2 separate regions of the Mus musculus genome follow, and region 2 is linked to region 1. Evidence: chromatin contacts called from public HiChIP or PLAC-seq data. All regions are on one chromosome and are shown on one strand. Each heading gives the region's core, a stretch centred on a gene start, on an enhancer-like site or on the middle of the called end of the contact. The rest is flanking DNA. Distances are from core to core; before and after follow the strand shown.

Region 1 (3,927 bases), core at 775-3,274:
GAACAGACACCATGACCAAGGCAAGTCTTATAAAGGACAACTTTTAATTGGGTCTGGCTTACAGGTTCAGAGGTTCAGTCCACTATCATCAAAGTGGAAGTATGGCAGTATCCAGGCAGGCATGGTGCAGAGAGAGCTGAGAGTTCTGCATCTTCATCTGAAGGCTGCTAGTGGTAGACTCGTTTCTAGGAAGCTAGGACAGGGTCTTAAAGCCCAAGCCCACAGTGACACACCTACTCCAACAAGGCTACACCTCCAAATAGTGCCACTTCCTAGGCTAAGCATGTGCAAACCATCACACAACCCAAGAGTAAAACAAACTACCTATAAATATTTAAATGCTTTTAATCTATGTCTTGAAAGCTTTATATGTGTATACAATCTACTTTAGCATATTTCCTCCAGTTTCTTTCATCTCACTTCCTTTGGACCCCTTCTTTTTTTCCACCTCACCCTCCATTACTCATGATTTTTTGAAAGAGCCACTGAATCTTATTAGAGTTGTTGACATGGCCATAGGTGTGGTGTTACTAGCTGGAACATGGCCACCATAGCAATGGCTACATCACTGAAGAATGAAATCGCCTCCTCCCTCTGCCCCTATGCCAGTAACTGCCAATAGATTTTCATCTATAGATGGGAACCTCATGAGCCCTCCCCAACAAGGTCAACAGTTAGGGTTCAATCTTGGGCAGTAGCCACAGCTGCTCTGAGTTCATGAATGCAGTGGTCATGACCAGGAGATCCTTCCCATTTCAAGCAGCCCTCCCCAGTCTCTGGCTCTCATATTCCATCTTTTTTCTCTTCGGTAATGACCTTTGAATCATTGAGCATGTGTTACAGATGACTCATTTATGGAGAACACTCAGCAGTCACAATTATCAGCCTTTTAGCCAGTTGTGAGTCTCTGCATTAACCACTGCCCTCTGAAGGCATCACTGACCTGTGAGTGTGGATATGTCCTTGCTCCGTCAGCAGCCTGCATACCACCTTCTGCTCCACCCACCATCTCACCACACCTCTCCACATAGGGATCCTAGATTCACCACCAACTCCACCAGTTCCCAGTGCCCAAGGAGGATTCCTGGCACTCTGAAAGCTAGTGCCAGCTCAGTGACAGCTTGATTGTTCTATGCCACATAATAAAAGTGAATAGTGTCTTCAACAATAGGTGAACAACCAAGATCAGGGCAAGAGCATCTATTGCTTTGGAGGGCTTCTGAAAATCTGCCTGACCAACAGTTCATGGGAATGTATCTCTTACCCTGTTCTAGGATTTTTGTTTAGTAATCTATGTCTTCTGGGAGCAGCAGCATCTGCCCATGTGTGGTATCTCATTTCAAGCACCTTTAAAATTTATGCTTCTTAGTTTACAAAGTACTGAATTTCTATACAGCCTTTCCATGTGTCCTTAGTTTTGATTAGCCCTCCCCATCAATGTTTGCCCTCCTTCTATCTCCCCAGCCCTATCCCCTCTTAAACAGCCACCTTTTTACACAAGGGTGTCAAAAAAGATGCATCAAAGCCTCTTTAATAAATGGTGTTGGGAAATCTGCTAATATGTAAAAATCAAACTAGACCCATTTTCTTATTCAAATCAATTGAAAGTGGATCAACATGAGAAATTCTGAAAATGGCAAAGGAAAGCTTAAGGGAAACACTTCAGTGTTTAGATAAAGGCCACGGCATTCTGCAAAGGACTCCAGCAGCTAGAGAGGAAATAGCAGTCACTGACGATTGGGGTTATGTTAAACAGCATCTGCAAAATAAAATAAAATAAAATAAAATCTGCAGAGTAGAAAAGTATGAACAATAGGAGAAAATTGTCCCAGCCAATTTCTTCTGTTTATATCCTGTCCCTTCTAACATGCTCATCAGACCTATTTCCCAAGTTGAGATCTTAACATGTCTAAGAGAAATGGCTACCGTTTCAAGATCCCATCTATCCAGGAGCAGCCCAGAGAGGGGGAGAGAAAGAGAAAGGAAGAGAGCAATTGACTGATCAAGGTCTTTCATAACGATTTGGGAGATAGTGAGACAGCCATCTAGTGGTCTCTGGAGCTGTATTTTCACAGTTCAGTGAGGCCAGTGTGCAACCAAGCCTATCATGTTGCTTTAACATTTTGCCTTCCTAACCGGACGATGATTTTAAATGACTAGTTCAACAGAACGGCAGCATTCTGCATTTGGTATCTTAGGACAGCTTTTAGACTCTGGTGAGGCTGAAGGTCTGTGCAAAGTACTCAGTCTCTTCCTCCTGATGTCATTGATTCTGATTTGAAATTATGCGTTCTATCTGTTCTTGAAATAACATTGTATTTTATTTTCTATGTGAAGTGTCCCATTGCAGGAGCACAATGAACTGTTTATACTTTGTGAGACAAAAGACTTTAGCTGAAACAGATTAACTTCTTCTGGAAGGCAGAGAGTGTCTGTGACCTAACCAGTTTGGTTGAGTCATTGTTTGCTTTGTTTCCGTTAAAGAAATTGCCCCATTGTTTAGTAACTGTTTTCTGGTTGAAAATTTCACCTGGGATAGGTTGATTTCATGGGTAAGAATTGCAAACCTACTTTGAATTGTTGAGCCAAGATTATTTGTAACTATGTCAAATGTGTTTGCCTAAGTTTGGAAAGACTTTGTATCCCCTTTTTTTTTTTTTTTTCTTTCCATTTTTTATTAGGTATTTAGCTCATTTACATTTCCAATGCTATACCAAAAGTCCCCCATACCCACCCACCCCCACTCCCCTACCCGCCCACTCCCCCTTTTTGGCCCTGGCGTTCCCCTGTTCTGGGGCATATAAAGTTTGTGTGTCCAAAGGGCCTCTCTTTCCAGTGATGGCCGACTAGGCCATCTTTTGATACATATGCAGCTAGAGTCAAGAGCTCCGGGGTACTGGTTATTTCTTAATGTTGATCCACCTATAGGGTTGCAGATCCCTTTAGCTCCTTGGGTACTTTCTCTAGCTCCTCCATTGGGAGCCCTGTGATCCATCCATTAGCTGACTGTGGGCATCCACTTCTGTGTTTGCTAGGCCCCGGCATAGTCTCACAAGAGACAGCTACATCTGGGTCCTTTCGATAAAATCTTGCTAGTGTATACAATGGTGTCAGCGTTTGGATGCTGATTATGGGGTGGATCCCTGGATAAGGCAGTCTCTACATGGTCCACCCTTTAATCTCAGCTCCAAACTTTGTCTCTGTAACTCCTTCCAAGGGTGTTTTGTTCCCACTTCTAAGGAGGGGCATAGTGTCCACACTTCAGTCTTCATTTTTCTTGAGTTTCATGTGTTTAGGAAATTGTATCTTATATCTTGGGTATCCTAGGTTTTGGGCTAATATCCACTTATCAGTGAGTACATATTGTGTGAGTTCCTTTGTGAATGTGTTACCTCACTCAGGATGATGCCCTCCAGGTCCATCCATTTGGCTAGGAATTTCATAAATTCATTCTTTTTAATAGCTGAGTAGTACTCCATTGTGTAGATGTACCACATTTTCTGTATCCATTCCTCTGTTGAGGGGCATCTGGGTTCTTTCCAGCTTCTGGCTATTATAAATAATGCTGCTATGAACATAGTGGAGCATGTGTCCTTCCTACCAGTTGGGGCATCTTCTGGATATATGCCCAGGAGAGGTATTGCTGGATCCTCCGGTAGTACTATGTCCAATTTTCTGAGGAACCGCCAGACGGATTTCCAGAGTGGTTGTACAAGCCTGCAATCCCACCAACAATGGAGGAGTGTTCCTCTTTCTCCACATCCTCACCAGCATCTGCTGTCACCTGAATTTTTGATCTTAGACATTCTGACTGGTGTGAGGTGGAATCTTAGGGTTGTTTTGATTTGCATTTCCCTGATGATTAAGGATGTTGAACATTTTTTCAGGTGCTTCTCTGCCATTCGGTATTCCTCAGGTGAGAATTCT
Region 2 (3,927 bases), core at 1,012-3,511, 180 kb before region 1:
ATATGTGGCCAGTGCCATGGATCGTTCCATGTGTACTCTTCAGTTGGTGGTCCAGTCTCGGGGAGCTCTTGGAGGCGGGGCAGGGAGTCTGGCCTGTTGACACTGCTGCTCCCTCCATGGGACTGAAAACTATGGAATGCTTAACAAATTTGCATGCCATCCTTGCGCAGGGGCCATGCTAATCGTCTCTGTATTGTTCCAATTTTAGTATATGTGCTGCCAAAGTGAGCACTTCTAGATACTTTTCAGTGTATATTCATATAAACAGAAACAGTTTGAGATGTGATTTTATAAAGGTCAGGCTAGCTTCAATGACCTTGAACTACTGAGCCTCCTGATTTACCTCCTGATTTCTGGGATTACAAAGATGAGCTGGCACACACAGTTATGAGCACGAGGGATTGAATTCAGAGGCCCTCATGAATATTACACAAGCATTCTACCTATCAGCTATATCCTCAATCCAACAGATGTTGTTGTTGTGGGTTTTTTTTTTTTAAATCATGCCATATGTGTAGAGCAATATGTTTTTTATACTTAGTGTATATGGTGTGTACATGCACATGAGCACGTGTGCATGCTATAGCATGCATGTGAAAGCAAGGAAGCAAGATAACAGTTTTCAGGAGTTGGCTCTCTCCTTCCACCATACAGGTCTGGGATGCTCAGGTTGTCAGAGCTCAGTATCAAGCAACAGACTTGACCAGCCATCTCCTTGGCTCTCAGTAGTACTCCTGCTTACCTACCATCTTGCTGAACTTGGTCTGTTTTGCTTTTCAAACAGGATCTCAGAAAGCACAGATGAAAGAACGGAAGCTTGATTGGAAAGCTCTCTCTCGTTAACTGACTTAATGGCATGCTATGTTTTCCTGAGACTACATGTTACAATTCTGCTCTCATTTTTTCTCAAGCTCTACAGGAGTGAGAACCCCCCAACTTGTCAATTAGGTTCAAAAAAAACCTCTATATTTTTTTCAGATTGGAAATTGGTACTGTTCTATTCCATTTACTGTTTTTGAAGCCACTGGTCTGGTTAGACATTTGTAAACTGTTTACTTACAAAGGAAACATTAAGAGGCAGGCGTGGCATCATCTAAATTGAAATAGAGATAATAATAGTGCCTTTGAAAGAGCTAAGATCTAAGTATATAGTACAGAGTGACAACCTTCAGTTTATATTGTGCTGTGACTGTCTTAAGGAAGACCTGCCCACTTTCTTGCTTATCCTTACAATTGCAGTAGTTACAATAAAAATTAGATCCCGGTATTGTTGAAAAACATGTCAATCAAATATGCACGGGAGAGAAAACAATAGTTTTCATACTACAGATGATAAATTATATACTTATTAAAGTGTTGCAACCGATCAGATAAGCAGAGGATATCATTATAGCCTCAGTTTGACGCTGGCACATGGTTATTTTCAGCAATTACTCTAAACCTGGTGTTGTTAAAAGGGCTTGTGTTCTCTTCAGCATGGGTGGCAGAGGCAAGGAAGAACAAAGAGTTCAAAGGAAAGCTTTATGTTCTGTGTGGCTTTCCAGGGAAGGGCATCATTACAATAGAATTTATTCTGCCTTTGACACAGACGACTTCACCAAGAAAACTGTAGCATCAAGTCCTGCTTTCCTGGCTGATTTTATCAGGGTGTAATAACTAGCCATTTCCCTGGAGGTGTTTTCTGCATAAGTGACCTGTTGGCAAGGATTTAGTGGAGCTCAGAGATTAATGGACCCACAGCTGCCACCTTCCAGAGAAATAAATAGAAAGAATCAGTTGTCATTGTTATCAGCATGCAGACATCCTAAGGCACAGATGTGGGCTTTCTTTTCAAAGTGAATCAAGCATTCACTCTCAAGGAAAAGGATATTTGTAATGCAATAATATTAATGCTTGTTAAGTGAGAGAATTATATATGAAGCTAGACTTCTGTTACCTCGGAGCATTGGGTATTGACCTATGCCTTCCTTAGAGCTCTGTGTGTGAAAAGGATGTTGCCAATGGAACGGTGTAATGACATTTGCCATTAAGAAGTCATGCTGAAATTAGTAATTCCAGAATTCACTGAGTTCTTCTGCTCTGCGTCACAGTTGCTGCCTCTGTGACAACCTTCCTTTCCTACTTAGCAAATCCAAGCCTGGTCGCTTGAGCCCCAGGAAGTTGTTAAAGCAATTAAAGGCGGCTGTCTCCCAGCACATTGCTCCGTTACCATAGTAGCCTCTGCCTCCAAGTCTCTCCTGATGATGTCAGTATGCATACACGGGTTGCTCAGAGCATCTACGTGGGGATGATTCATCCCACAATAAAGCCCCTCTCCTGTTGCTCTCCTGCCAGTGTGATTAGCAATGGAGGGTAAGTGCTTTGTTTAATATACTATTATAAGAATTACCAAATGTCTCTATTATTTTGCTTTAGGTTTCTTGTGTTCTAAAATATACTTCTAACTGAAACATAATATATAGGAACAAGCTATAAATCTGTTGTCGGGGATTGGCTAAAATTTTCCTATATATTATGTGTATGTGTGCATATGTGTGTTCACATGTAGGGGTGGGCTTATAAAAATCACTGTGAATGCACAATGTAATACCTCTTACCCCCTGATAAGCGAAACCAGCATGCACACTATAGCTTTCCTTTTAAACTGTTTGCATTCCATAAAAAAAAAAAAAACTTAACATATTTTTTACAGGTGTCATAGGGCAGCTAAGGCTCTTAGAAAGTATGTGAATTATACATTTTTTTACTGATATTTTATCCATCTTAAGTGATAATAACAGGATATGGGAAGGTATTGTCGGAAGTTCAGTGTCTACTGACAGTCATAATTGCATACTTCAATCCTACTTCCATATGTTTCTAATATTGCAGAGGAGTGAACTTGGTGCTTGATGAAATACTTACGTATGCCTCCCTTCCTGAGGCTGAGCATTTGTCTTCACATCTCTGCAAAGAGGACTGTGCAGTCTCTTATGGTGTCAGGGGGAGAGCTATGAGTGAAGAGTCCCTTCTGGAAGTTAGTTTTCTGTTTCAGCTTTTCTCCCCCAAACTGTCTCATCAAGAAATCCATAGACCTCTCTTCTCCATCACCACACCACGCATTCTGCCTGTGGTTCCTTCCCTGGATCCCCAGTAAACAATTTCAGTACATCTGGTAGTGAGCTTTAAGGAGAGTAGAAAAGGGTGATTTCTAACTGTTAGTAAATAGCTTCGCGAGAGGACAGGGGCTTGAGAATGGCTCGTACAGAGACTACCCATCCTTCAGGAAGCTGAACCTTTGTTCTGTATAGAAGTCAGGCGCATGGCTTAGTTGACAGGGACAAGAAGTGGTTTAGACTGTTTATTTCTAGAGTCTTGTATTTTTAGAATACCGTGGAATATGGTCTATATAATTTGTTTCTGGGAAATTATGTTAATGGAACATTAATGCTAGATGTAGGTTTCTATAAAGAGTAAGTAAGAAATAATGGTTGTAAGAGTATAAAGCCATACTAAAAGTTACATTCAGCTCCTTGGAACTGAAGGATGTGTCATATGTATCATAAGTGTTTATTCTTTGAATTTTCCCAGTCTTGAAACTATATTAAAACAGTGTTAAATTATACTTGCCCTTGTGTTTAATAAGTTATTCATTAATTGCTATTAGAAACTGATTCTCATAAGTAGAAGCAAATTCATCTACATTACAGTAGAGTAAATGTTGAAGAAATTGACTCAACCTAAACTGATACCATACTTGTAAAATCTCTTATTGAAATACACTCATAATGCTTGTGTTAGAAATAAAACTAATACGCTTCATGCTAAATTTTATCTTATTTTTTTCTGCTCATGTTTGCAGCAATACAACCTAATTCATTAGCTAACTGAATTCACAGTTTAAAATATATATTCAGTTTCAACTTTAAAAGTTGAAAATAGTCATTT

Evidence for each region. HiChIP or PLAC-seq counts read pairs in DNA pulled down with a chosen protein or histone mark.
Region 2: a contact with region 1 is called in a FOXA1 HiChIP or PLAC-seq map of pancreatic cancer cells. The contact joins the promoter of B230216N24Rik here to the enhancer-like site in region 1. A contact is called at or near these places in 3 of 39 promoter capture datasets (the 3T3-L1 cell line, cranial neural crest and neural stem cells), 2 of 484 Hi-C or Micro-C datasets (the N1E-115 cell line and nephron progenitors), 1 of 115 datasets of contacts at active chromatin or transcription factors (pancreatic cancer cells) and 3 of 9 other capture datasets (adipose tissue, liver and pancreatic islet).

Annotation. Positions count from the first base shown.
Region 1 is chr1:97,870,803-97,874,729 of GRCm38.p6, reverse strand. The region is part of intron 14 of Pam (peptidylglycine alpha-amidating monooxygenase); the gene reads left to right. Among named protein-coding and RNA genes, the nearest start is that of Gm31771, 38 kb to the left of the region's middle. Within about 2 kb of position 2,024, at least 34 of the 459 cell types and tissues checked have an H3K27ac peak or open chromatin away from gene starts, as enhancers often do. A contact at or near this core is called in pancreatic cancer cells and pancreatic islet, where this site is marked.
Region 2 is chr1:98,046,127-98,050,053 of GRCm38.p6, reverse strand. B230216N24Rik (RIKEN cDNA B230216N24 gene) reads left to right here and starts at 2,261. Exons shown (of 3, transcript NR_037993.1): 1 at 2,261-2,352. The region is part of intron 1 of Pam (peptidylglycine alpha-amidating monooxygenase); the gene reads left to right. Gm24465 (a small nuclear RNA gene) reads right to left here and starts at 232; the gene lies at 126-232.